2 separate regions of the Mus musculus genome follow, and region 1 is linked to region 2. A link is a contact called in public promoter capture Hi-C data. All regions are on one chromosome and are shown on one strand. The core of a region is the stretch at or near the end of the contact, and the rest is flanking DNA. Distances in the headings are between cores, read along the strand shown. Region 1 holds the start of Gmppa (GDP-mannose pyrophosphorylase A). Region 2 holds the start of Zfand2b (zinc finger, AN1 type domain 2B).

What was found. Promoter capture Hi-C pulls out the DNA fragments that hold promoters and counts their contacts.
Region 1: a contact with region 2 is called in a promoter capture Hi-C map of pre-B cells, with 2.6 times the contacts expected there. The contact joins the promoter of Gmppa here to the promoter of Zfand2b in region 2. A contact is called at or near these places in 8 of 39 promoter capture datasets (the 3T3-L1 cell line, 3T3-L1-derived adipocytes, the C10 cell line and 5 more), 1 of 115 datasets of contacts at active chromatin or transcription factors (memory CD8 T cells) and 2 of 9 other capture datasets (adipose tissue and liver).

The regions. Positions count from the first base shown.
Region 1 is chr1:75,433,258-75,438,937 of GRCm38.p6, reverse strand. Gmppa (GDP-mannose pyrophosphorylase A) reads right to left here and starts at 3,002. Exons shown (of 13, transcript NM_001357170.1): 1 at 2,626-3,002; 2 at 2,100-2,160; 3 at 1,904-2,001; 4 at 584-687; 5 at 1-96. The coding sequence starts at 2,139.
Region 2 is chr1:75,167,351-75,172,445 of GRCm38.p6, reverse strand. It overlaps Zfand2b (zinc finger, AN1 type domain 2B), which reads right to left and starts at 3,800. Exons shown (of 10, transcript NM_001159905.1): 1 at 3,739-3,800; 2 at 3,540-3,615; 3 at 3,167-3,261; 4 at 2,815-2,946; 5 at 2,530-2,681; 6 at 1,987-2,079; 7 at 1,847-1,907; 8 at 1,693-1,760; 9 at 1,398-1,470; 10 at 820-1,210. The coding sequence starts at 3,594. The coding sequence ends at 1,166. Abcb6 (ATP-binding cassette, sub-family B (MDR/TAP), member 6) reads left to right here. Exons shown (of 19, transcript NM_023732.3): 17 at 86-180; 18 at 264-332; 19 at 458-806. The coding sequence ends at 566.

The sequences.
Region 1 (5,680 bases), core at 1,753-4,252, 270 kb before region 2:
AGCACGAAGAAGGCCTCAGGTGCCCCAGCCAGGATCTGGTCCCGAAAATGGTAGAGGCCACCCCCTGTGCCGAGGGGGGCAAACTCCTGCAGGTACCTGTCCCCAGGAGCCCCAGCCAGCTCAGTGAGACACCATGAGTCAGGAGGGCACCTGACCTGCCCCCCCACCATACCTCCACCCTTGTCAGCAGTACTTCTGCCCTGGGTCTGCAAGGAAACCGCATATTAAGTAATTCTGTAAGTAATTCTGGGGCTGGAGAGGCCGCTCAGCGGCTAAGAGCACTGACTGCTTTTCCAAAGGTCCTGAGTTCAAATCCCAGCAAGCACATGGTGGCTCACAACCACAGATGTAATGGGATACGATGCCCTCTTTGGTGTGTCTGAAGAAAGTGACAGTGTACTCGCTTTCATAAAGTAAATAAATCTTTTTTTTAAAAAAAAAGTAATTCTGATGCCCAAAATAAGTACCTTTTGGGTATGGGGTGAACCCTGGTGACTCAACCCATTCCCAAGAGCTTTGAGACTCAGACCCACACACACACACACACACACACACACACACACACACTCGCATGTTCAAACACCTGACTGGAAGGTTAAACTCCTGCTGGGCAGCTTCCAGGAACTGGGTGAGGGCCTCATCAGGCTGGTAGAAGCCAATGAGAAGAATCTCCTGCATCCCTGGGACCTAGGACAAAGGAAGAGGTTGCCAGAGAAACCTCTGATGGGAACTGGGAAGATCTGGGTACTGGTCCAGAAGTCTAGAGGATAAAGGTTGAACTCTGGTGTGTATCCTGGGTAATCAGCCTTTCTACCCCGCTTTTCTTTTGGACAGTGAGGAAGTTAGAACTCTCAGCTGTGACCTTTCCACCTTTTTTTATAGTCTCCCATGTACCTGGACTAGAACGAACCTTGTCCACCAAGCCACAGTCATGTATAATCCAGTCATCTTTTCTGCCTTTCCTTCTTTGTCACCTCTTCCCACACCCAGCACTGGGAATTGAACCCAAGACCTCACGCATACTAGACACACGCAGTGTCTCTGAGTTGTATGTGTAGCTCGTGTAAGTGTGCCCATGCATATGTGGGGGTACACAAGCCCCTGTGTAAACAACCACATGGAAGCCAAAGGTCAATCTTGGATCTCTACATGGCTCTGTCCTCAGGAGTAGCCCACCTTCTCAGGGTCAGCGCTCACTGGGGTCTGGGACCTAATGATTAGGCTAGCCTGGCTGGCCAGGAAGCCCCAGTGATCTACCTTCTCAGTCCTAAGATGGCAAACCTATCACCAACACTGGCTCTTTAAAAGGGTGATGACAGGGATCAAACTCACAGCCTCACATTTGTGCAAGCAAGCACTTACCCACCAAACCATCTCCCATTATATATTATTCTAAGTTTGGTTCCAGCCTAAGATGACAGGGTCATTTATCAGGGGTCTGCATTGAATTAGGCATTTTACAGCTTCAACACTCTGCACGGGAGGTTTAATCTCCTTTACAGATAAGAAAACTAGAGCTGAAAGAGGTTGAAATTTGGCTTGCTCCAGGTCCCAGCAGGAAGACAGGACTCAGACTCAAACCTTGTCTATCCCAATAATGGAGCAATAAAGAAAAGGAGCTACAGCATAGGTGCTCTGCGCTTTATCACTGATTCCCCCTGCTATGGCTCTAGCTTATTCTTTAAGATCCCTGCCTGGCTTCACATTCCATACTGTAAAACTAAGTGTGAAATCTGAGCAGCAGCAAGAGGCAGGGAAGTCACCAGGACTGGCTGCCCAAAGCAGTGCTCAGACGCCTGTGAATGGCAGCCCGTGGAGCCGTAGTTGGTGGGAAAAGATGGCAGCTGGGAAATGGAAGACAGACACACACCATGAAGGAGAGGGGCAGGAAGTGTGGGGTTACCTGGGCACAGGCTTCTATATGGTGCTGGATCATGGGAACGCCTGCCACAGGAAACAGAGGTTTGGGCACCTCAAAAGACAAAGGCCTGAAGCGAGTCCCTGAGAGGACAGGAGAACGTTTTAGCTTCCTATTTCCTTGTGTCCCAACCCCACCGACCTCTCCAGCCTACCCGCTCCCCTGTCCCCCATCTCCTCACCCTTCTGGGGGCCTCCAATGAGAATCACAGCTTTGAGCATGATGAGCGCTATTACCTAAACCTCAAACCACAACAGAATAATTACAACACATAGTCCTTTCCTAGGATGTAAACACAAAAGTTCAGTATAGTCCCTCCTTGGGCACACAATCACGAAATTCATCCCAATCCAGAACTCAGATGGCTTCAAAACCCTGCAGCCCTCCCTTTTATCTCTAATGACTTCTCTTTGGCCGTGAACAAATTATGTAAACACGGGTACTCAACGGACCCCCTTCTCTGACCCCAGATCTCAAAACCCTGAAACCTCTAGTCCCAGTGCCTTGCAAATGACTGCTTCCTCCTTCTAGCTGTTCAACTCCGAATCCCAGCGGTGAATATGGAACCACAAACCTTGAGTGAGCTCTGGGTATTTAATTTTAATCCTATGAATGCGCCCCAAGTACAGAACTAACATCAATCTGCATTTGATGAGCACCAACCCTAACACCTCTAGGTGCTGACTGTGAATTCTACAACTACCTACATGTGCTCGAATCAAAAGACAGGTTCCGTTGACATGTCAAACGCTGAGCCTACTACTCCAGCCGTGCGCATACCGACCACTGGTGCGGAATCTCTGGATTCCAAAGATTGATTGCTGACCTGGACCCCACAACTGAGTCAGTCCAATAGACGTCAGTTTCTCGTAGCCATTGGTTATAGAACCAACACAAGCGTGGGCATGAGGAGAGAAAGACAGGCCCTGTGAGCCCTCCCTACGTCCAGGGTCCGTCTGCTACACCTTACCCTGCCCACCACCCCCTCCACCATGTAGATCCTTTTACCACTAGCTCCCTTTACGCCAGCTCTGCCGCCTGCCACTGCTTGCTCCTTCCGCGTACGTGTCTCCTTACAACCCGCGAGAGCTCTTTCGCGGGGGCTGCTGGGAATTGTAGTTTTGAAAACGTTCTCTCTCCAACTCCAATAAGACACTTGGGAAACGTGCTGGAAACCTGGTGCGTTCCGTCAAGTCACCGTAGGACAAGGCTTAACTGAGGAGAGAGAGGAGTAAGGATGGGGGCTAAGAAGTTAGGCCTGGAAACTTGAGATTGAGACCTAAGCTTTTCCAGTATGGGCTCAGGGGCAGCGGAGCACTAAGTCACAGGACAATCCCCTGGGTGGCCAGCTTTGGAACAGCCTGGAGGGGCTGAGCCTAGACTGAGCAAAAGAAAAGGAGCAATCACAGTTCCAAAATTTGTCCAGCTGAGAAATTTGACACTGAGAGAAATCCTATTCCGGATGACTACTACCTGTAAAATGAGCTTTCCAGATTTCCTAGTGACTCCAACATTCTGTGACCTTGGCCTGTGGGTCTTGGAATAAATATGGGGGGGGGGGCAGGCAGGGAGAGGAAATGGCGATGGAAAACAAAACAAACAAGCACGAGGAGGATCAGAAGGAAAGCAATTTTGTTTTATTTTTGTTTTTTAGATTATATCTAAGTACACTGTAGCTGTCTTCAGATGCACCAGAAGAGGGCGTTAGACCTCATTAACGAATGGTTGTGAGCCACTATGTGGTTGCTGGGATTTGAACTCAGGACCTTCAGAAGAGCAGTCGGTGCTCTTAACCACTGAGCCATCTCTCCAGCCAGGAAAGCAGTTTTATTAAGCAAGGCAGAAGAGGGTTTGGATCCCACCAGCACCTGGGATCGCAGCCAGGGTAAAAAGGTCTGATGGTCCCTTTCAAGCCATGTCCACCTGAGGAAGCCTTGGGCCATGTCCTGGGGTAGTCCTGGGGAATGGTAAGGCGCTGGTGGTGTTAGGACCAATCTCTACACCCTGGGGAAGGTGTGGAGAGACGGAGGGCAGATCTGTGGGTCAGTTTATCTGTGTGTGTAATGAGCGTTAATTATAAAGCTCATTCTTTGCAGTCCAGTTTCTGGGAACAATACTACACAGGTCCCAGTCTCAGCCCTGCCTTAGCTGCAGATCCTAGACCTCCCTGTCGTGGTCCTCAATGTCCTACCCGTGCTTGGTCTGGCAGACATGGAGTGGGCAGTCAGTGCTGCCATGGCGTCTTTGAGGTCCCTTTTATATCTTAGCATGGACTCAACAAAGGACAGGGGAACCTGACCATAGGACACGAGCATCACCATGAGATGAGGAATATCTGGCCCTAACTCCACACGATGCATTTGAATTCACAGTATGTTATTGGACAGATGACTAGCCTTTACATTTTATCTCTTTCGTTATTAAACAGGACTTATCCCTGTCCCTTTTTCTCTGGGTCAAGTAGAAGATCAAAAGAGATACAGCTCTCACAAGTGCTTCGGAGACAGCTCTGTGTAAGGAAAGCGCCCTGGGTTGGGAGCCAGAAAACTAGATTTTAAATCCTGGCGCACGCACACTGTGACCTTGGGTCCTAGAATCCTAGGATGGGAGCCCCGGGCTGACTTCTCAGTCTGGGTGGGATCAGGACCTGAAGGAAGGGAGGAAATTGCTAGGCTTGTCATGCCCTCCAGTCAGTGTGGAGGGTGGGTTCCTCCTCACTCGGTCTGGACTAGGCCCAGCTACAAATGCACTCCCGCCTGGACACTACCACTGCAGATGCCCACAGGGTGACGCTGTTCTGAACCTAGAGCACATGAGCCTTCCATAAGGATGCCCATGGAATCTGAGCACTGGTTGGCATCGTTGATGCTCTATACTGGTCCAGATGGCCAGTTATCAGTATCTTGCACTCCCAGAGCCACCACTACCTCTGGATCCTTGGAGACAGTACTACTTAGGCCTATAGCACAGCTCCTTGCATCCTAACTCCAGCAGATAAACAGGTCCAGGAAAGTTGAGATTCATTACGTCAGCTTGGCTACACTGCCTTTGCCAGAACTTTGTCCTTCAGAAGCCAAGGCAGACCCTTCTCTTTCAGTTCCTTCTGAAACACCCCCATCCTTCCAGGCTGGGTCAGTATTCAGAACTCTCATAATAGAACTGAGGCCTGCTCTCTGTGCAGTCTGCCAGCACACCATCTCTGCCCCTTTCCCTTATCCCACTAGACACCTAACCTGGAAATTGGAAGAGGTAACCCCTGCACTGTTTTCCCAGTGCCTCTCTTCCATCTTTGTGACAGAACAGGGTCTGGATGGTCATTACCACCCTTGAAGGTTAACATTATAATTGACTCCCCAACCTCTAGGTCTGCTGAAGTCCTTTGAGGGCATACCCTTGTGCATAGGGGCACAAGACTGCCTGTGATAAAGATCATCTCTCCGGGGCTTGAGTGGAGTGCTGTCAATGTAGGCTAGGGAACCAGGTGGGAGCGTTGTAGACACTGGTTTACGAGTCTTGGTACTGCAAACCTTTTGATCAGAACAATTTTGATACCACTCTGCTGACATAAATTACCTCAGCTCTTCCGTGTTTGGAATAAGCTGTTCACGTGCCATTTCCAATGGAGGTGGGAAGGAAACTGCAGATCAAAGGGGACGGGAGAGGAATTGTTTTTTTTCCATTTATCAAGATACGAGTTCAGGCACCTGAGTTTTATATGAATGTATTTGCAATGTGTGAGGGGTTGGAGATCCTCGCAGGCAA
Region 2 (5,095 bases), core at 2,551-5,050:
AAACTACCCTCCACTAGCAGCCTGCATCCTCCCCTCCTTGGAACCTCTGGGTACCAAGAGCATCTCACCAAAGCTCTTTCTCTAGGCCACATCAGCACTGGATACATCTAATGAGAGAGCCATCCAGGCCTCTCTGGCCAAAGTCTGCACCAACCGCACCACCATCGTCATAGCACACAGGTACAGGACTACAGGGTTGATATGGCTGGCAGTGTGGACCACTTTGGATGCAGGTAGTAAGTAATTGATGTCTGATCTCTCAGGCTCTCAACTGTGGTCAATGCTGACCAGATTCTGGTCATCAAGGACGGTTGCATCATAGAGAGAGGAAGGTGAGCCACACAGGATGAACAGGGCAGAGGTTCCCAGAGGGTTTCTTTCTTGTTCACACCCTCTGTTCTCCTTGAGATTGAAGTGAAACCAATGAGTGGGACTTAACCTTGCTTTATCATCCCAGGCACGAAGCCCTGCTGTCCCGAGGTGGCGTTTATGCCGAGATGTGGCAGCTGCAGCAGCAAGGACAAGAAACTGTCCCTGAAGAATCTAAACCTCAGGACACGGCATAGTAATAAAAGGGACCTCTTTCCTTCCAAAGGCGAACTCAGGAGAAAAAGATATGTCCCCTCTCTTGCCTTCATTTCATCCTGGTGTAGGAGTTTGGTGCTAGCTATTGTAAGGAAAAGGGACCTTCCAGAAAGCATCGTGAGGAAATAAATGGCCTGCGCAAGGACGGCTGTGGTTTGGTTGTGTGGGGTACTGCAAGGGGTCTCTCCCCTTGAGCTGAATGAACATTCCCGAAAAAGAAACAGCACTCATACATCTTACTGATTGCCAGTCTTTACTCTTCCCGGCCCTCTCCCTGTCTGCTACATGTGGCAGCCCCAGGGAAAAGGGAGTAACATGATGAAAAAGGCTGTAGGGATTGAGTCTGGTTAGCACCTACCAAGGCCCCAACCAGAGAGCACTTCCCGGCCACCCTCTTCTGCAGCAGCAGAGCTAGCTTAGCTGCATGAGTGTCCTTCCTCTCCGGGCTCCATGGAGCGTCCTCCACGTCACTCCTGCTTGGCACTGCTGTCCAGGCTTCTCTGTGCTTCCTTTCCCTGTGGACCCTGGAGATGTGAGGGTCACAGTCCTTGGGTGAGCCTCTCTCCCCAAGCCCAGGGCCCTAGCACAGGCTGCAGTTGGACGGCTTCAAGCTACGACTCTGCGCCTGGAGCAAGGAGAGGAGAAGGAGGAGATGGTGTGATGTCAAAGACCAGAGGGGACAGGCTTCCTTTCAGGGCTCAGGGTGAGCTGGAGTCACTGGAAGGAAGCAAAGGGACGATCCCCACCCCACAGCAATACTACCCACAGCTGGGCAGGACCAACACAGGACCCAGCCCACACAGTCCTCTTACCTGCTGCTGTTGGTATTCTGCCTCACTGGCTGACAGTGCCTGTGCTAACGCCAAGTCGTCTTCCTCCTGAGAACTGGAAAGGAAGAGCTTATCATGGTACTGAGTACTTTAGAGTGTGACCTCCATCTTTACTTTCTATAGTCAACATGGTATTTATCAGAATTACTGCCATTGGTATGGCCTTTGGGGATATATGGTTCATCTAATTTTGAAATCAAATTTTTAGCTATTGTGGGTTGGTGTGGTCCCACCTTCATCCTTCCAAACAGATCTTGTTCTCATTCAGAGTAGGTACCTTAGAACCTGGGGTTTAGCCTCCGCAAGGGACAGTTCCAGGGCACGCTGCAGGGCCTCATCCTCACTCTGCAAAAGGAGACAGAAAGACCAGTCTCCCTGGACTTTAGTCTGTGTAGAATTACTTCAGTCTATCCAACCTTTCCCCAACTCACCAAGCCATTCTGCAAAGCAATAACAGGAGAGGCTGTCCTGGTTGGAAGCTGGGGTGTAGCTCTATGGAAGACATTAAAACAGGCTGTGGTCAGAAGTGTGAAGGGGTTAAAATGGGGAGAGGAGAAATGGGTAGGCCTACCTGCTTGGGGAGGATGATGAAGGCAAGGTCCGGCTTGGACTGGGGGCGGTGCTTGTAGAAGCCAGACCTTGTGCTCTAGAAATAGCAGCAAGCCTGAAGGGAAGAAAAGAAAACCATTCTAATAAATCTTCCAGCACAGGCTTTGGGTGTCAGGAGGGTAGTCAGTAATTTCAGCTACCTGGAAAGTTCAGACTGAAAAACTGAAAATTGTACAGGGCACAGTGAGTTCAATGACAGCCGGGGCAACTTTGTGGACTCTTGTCTCCAAGGAATAAAGGGAGCTGGAAGTAATGTATGCTGTAATTTCAGCACTGGAGGGTCTGAGGCAGGAGGACTGCCACAAGTTTGAAGCCAGCCTGGGCTAAGAAGTGAAACCTCTCAAAACAACAAAAGGGCCAAGGCAGTACCTCAGGGGCAGAGTGCTTGCTTGCCTAGTTTCAGTCCACAGCACTGCAAGCAAAATGGAGCAAAAAGCATAAAGACTGCCTTGGTCAAGGAAGACATGGCTGAAGCAAAGCAAGTTGGCTATTTGGTGGTAATTACCCTGCCCTGCTGGTCTGATGACCTTCCCCAGAGCATTCATGGTCCAGGGGATGACGGTGCTTGATGCAGAAGTTTCGGCCACAGCGATCACAAGTCAGTTTCATCATCTCCCGCTGCCGGCAGCCAGAACGTTCACACTTATTGGTGAAGATCTGAGATGAAACAGGGTTTGTTATTTAGGAAACTCATCTTCTCCTCTGGCCCCCATGGAGCTAGCCTTTTGGGTTTGCAGATGTCCGTATACTACGCTGGGTTGTCTCACTAACCCCTCCATTATTTATTTACCTTGCGTTTTTGCTGTGCTGGGTCAGAACGACAGTCTCTGTCAATGTGCTCTCCCACAGCACGGTCAGGAGGCTCTCCTCTGGCCACCGGCACAGGCACATTACAGAGAGGGCACACAGGTACCTGGATATCCTATAGTCAAGGGTCAGGAGTCAGTATGAGAGCCAAGCAATCTCTTAAAGAACCCGGATATACCACTCACAAATACACAAAAAACAAAGTTACCCAGTGCTGGGCTTAGAAACACAATAACTAAGAGGGGAAAACATAAAATAGACAGATCCTGAAAGCATCTGCACCCGCTCTCCTCTCCATACACCAACCCCTGCCACCCTCACGATCGCCCCCTCACCTTTTGGTAAGCTGATCCACAGTGATGCTGGGCGTAGGCCACATGGTCTGCGCAGAAGATGCCCGAGCAGGCATCGCACTTGAGTGGCAAAAAATCTACAGAGAATGGGTCAGATTGCGGGTTCAAAGGAAACTTAGATGTCCTTTCCTCTTGCGCAAAGCTGCTACTCAGGTAGGAAAAACTCTGCCCTATTTGCAACACACTGTACCTCTTTCACAGTACACGATCAATTTGGCCACGCCCCTAGTCTCCGCCCACAACTTCGAGCCCCGCCCTCCTGGCCTTTCCAGCTCCAGTGCTCACCCTCCTGGCCCTACCTGCAGTCCCCAGCCCCAGCCGTCCGGCCCCGCCTCCCGCGTGCTCCGCCCCTCACCCAAGCGCTGACAGCTCGGCTCGGAACAGTGAGCCCCGAGGTCCGGAAACTCCATCGCCTGGCCGTGCGGGGCCTGCTGCGGGGAAGAAACGAGAGCTGAGCGTGCCAAGGACTCCCGCTCCGGGCCCCGTCCGCAACACAGCAACTCCGGGGGGCTCCCCGCCCCGCCCCTTCCTCTCCCCCGCCCAGCACAGGTTACCGAAGCCTGAGCGTCCGCCGGCCCGCAGCCCCTACTCCTCCTCCCGAGGGCTCGCGCGCTCTGACGTCATCACGTTGGGCGGGTCCATCCCGGGCAACAGTAGATTGCAGGCGGAGAGTCCCAGAAGAGTTGAGCCACGCCCGGGAGCGGGTGTAAAGCTTAGAAGAGTTTTTTCAGAACCAACCAGTGAAGGCAAAGATGGACGTGTCGGTGGACAAGGGTGGTTTGGAAGCAGTTCGGCCTTTAGCCTGCTCACTTCGTCACTACCTTACTTTTCTCTAGCCATTTCTCCAGACCGAGGCTACCTCTTTTCTGTGAGGAGTTACAGTGTTTCTCAGTGGTGCAGATTCCTCTCCAGGTTTTAGTGTTGATGTTCACCCTCTAAGACATCCCTAGCCCTTGTCGGTATGATCTGAGCACACCTGCTCTGTCTTCTCCTCCCCTCCATCCCAGTTTACACGTCACCTCATTGAAATCAGCTGTTCACCAACCTGGCACAGTGTCTCAAGCCTTTACTCCCAACACTCAGAAAGCAGATGCAGGTGAATCTTTGTGAGTTCGACATCAGCATGGTCTACATATCGAATTCTAGGACAGCCAAGACTACATAGAGACACCCAGGCTCGGGGGTGAGGGAGGGAGGGAGAGAGAGAGAGAGAGAGGCATCGGCCACACAAAGGGGACTACCTGGTGAAAAGAGACATCCATAGTGAAAGGAGAGAAGACGAAAAACCCAAGAGAACTGCACACCCTTCCCTTCAATGATAAAATTAAAATATATCAAAGAGTCAAGGATCAGCTCTACCTGTTTCATACTGGGCCCTGCCTGGCACATAATACCTAAAGTACAACAGTCTCAGGTGAAACTCACTACATAGCTATTTTAAACAGATGCCTGGGTCCTAGGACTTCTGACTCAGAGGGGAGCTCCAGAAGGAATGGTAACACATTTCTAGTATGTCTCAACTTGAAAAACACTAGCCTAGCACATTCTCAGGGGTTCTGGAATGTTTTTTGAAGAGTGGCAGTCATTAAACTGGTGTACACCTTTAGGAACCACAGACTGAGACCTTCCTGGCTCAGCACATTTTGCTTCTCACACAGCTTCTCCTACTTGGAATTGGTAGTCACTCTACCTTCCCGTAGGTCTAGACGTGGAAACAAGTAATCAGGTGAAGTAAACAAACAAACAAACAAAAAACCAGTTTCTGCCTCTCAACTTTCCCCTCCTCTTCCTTTGATTTTCACTCTAAGACCGGTAGAAATTAAGACAGTCTTTCCTGGCTACCTCAGGCAGAAGCCCTGTTCTCAGCTCTAACTGTACCCAAACACCTTGACTTGGGTCATCTGCCGACTT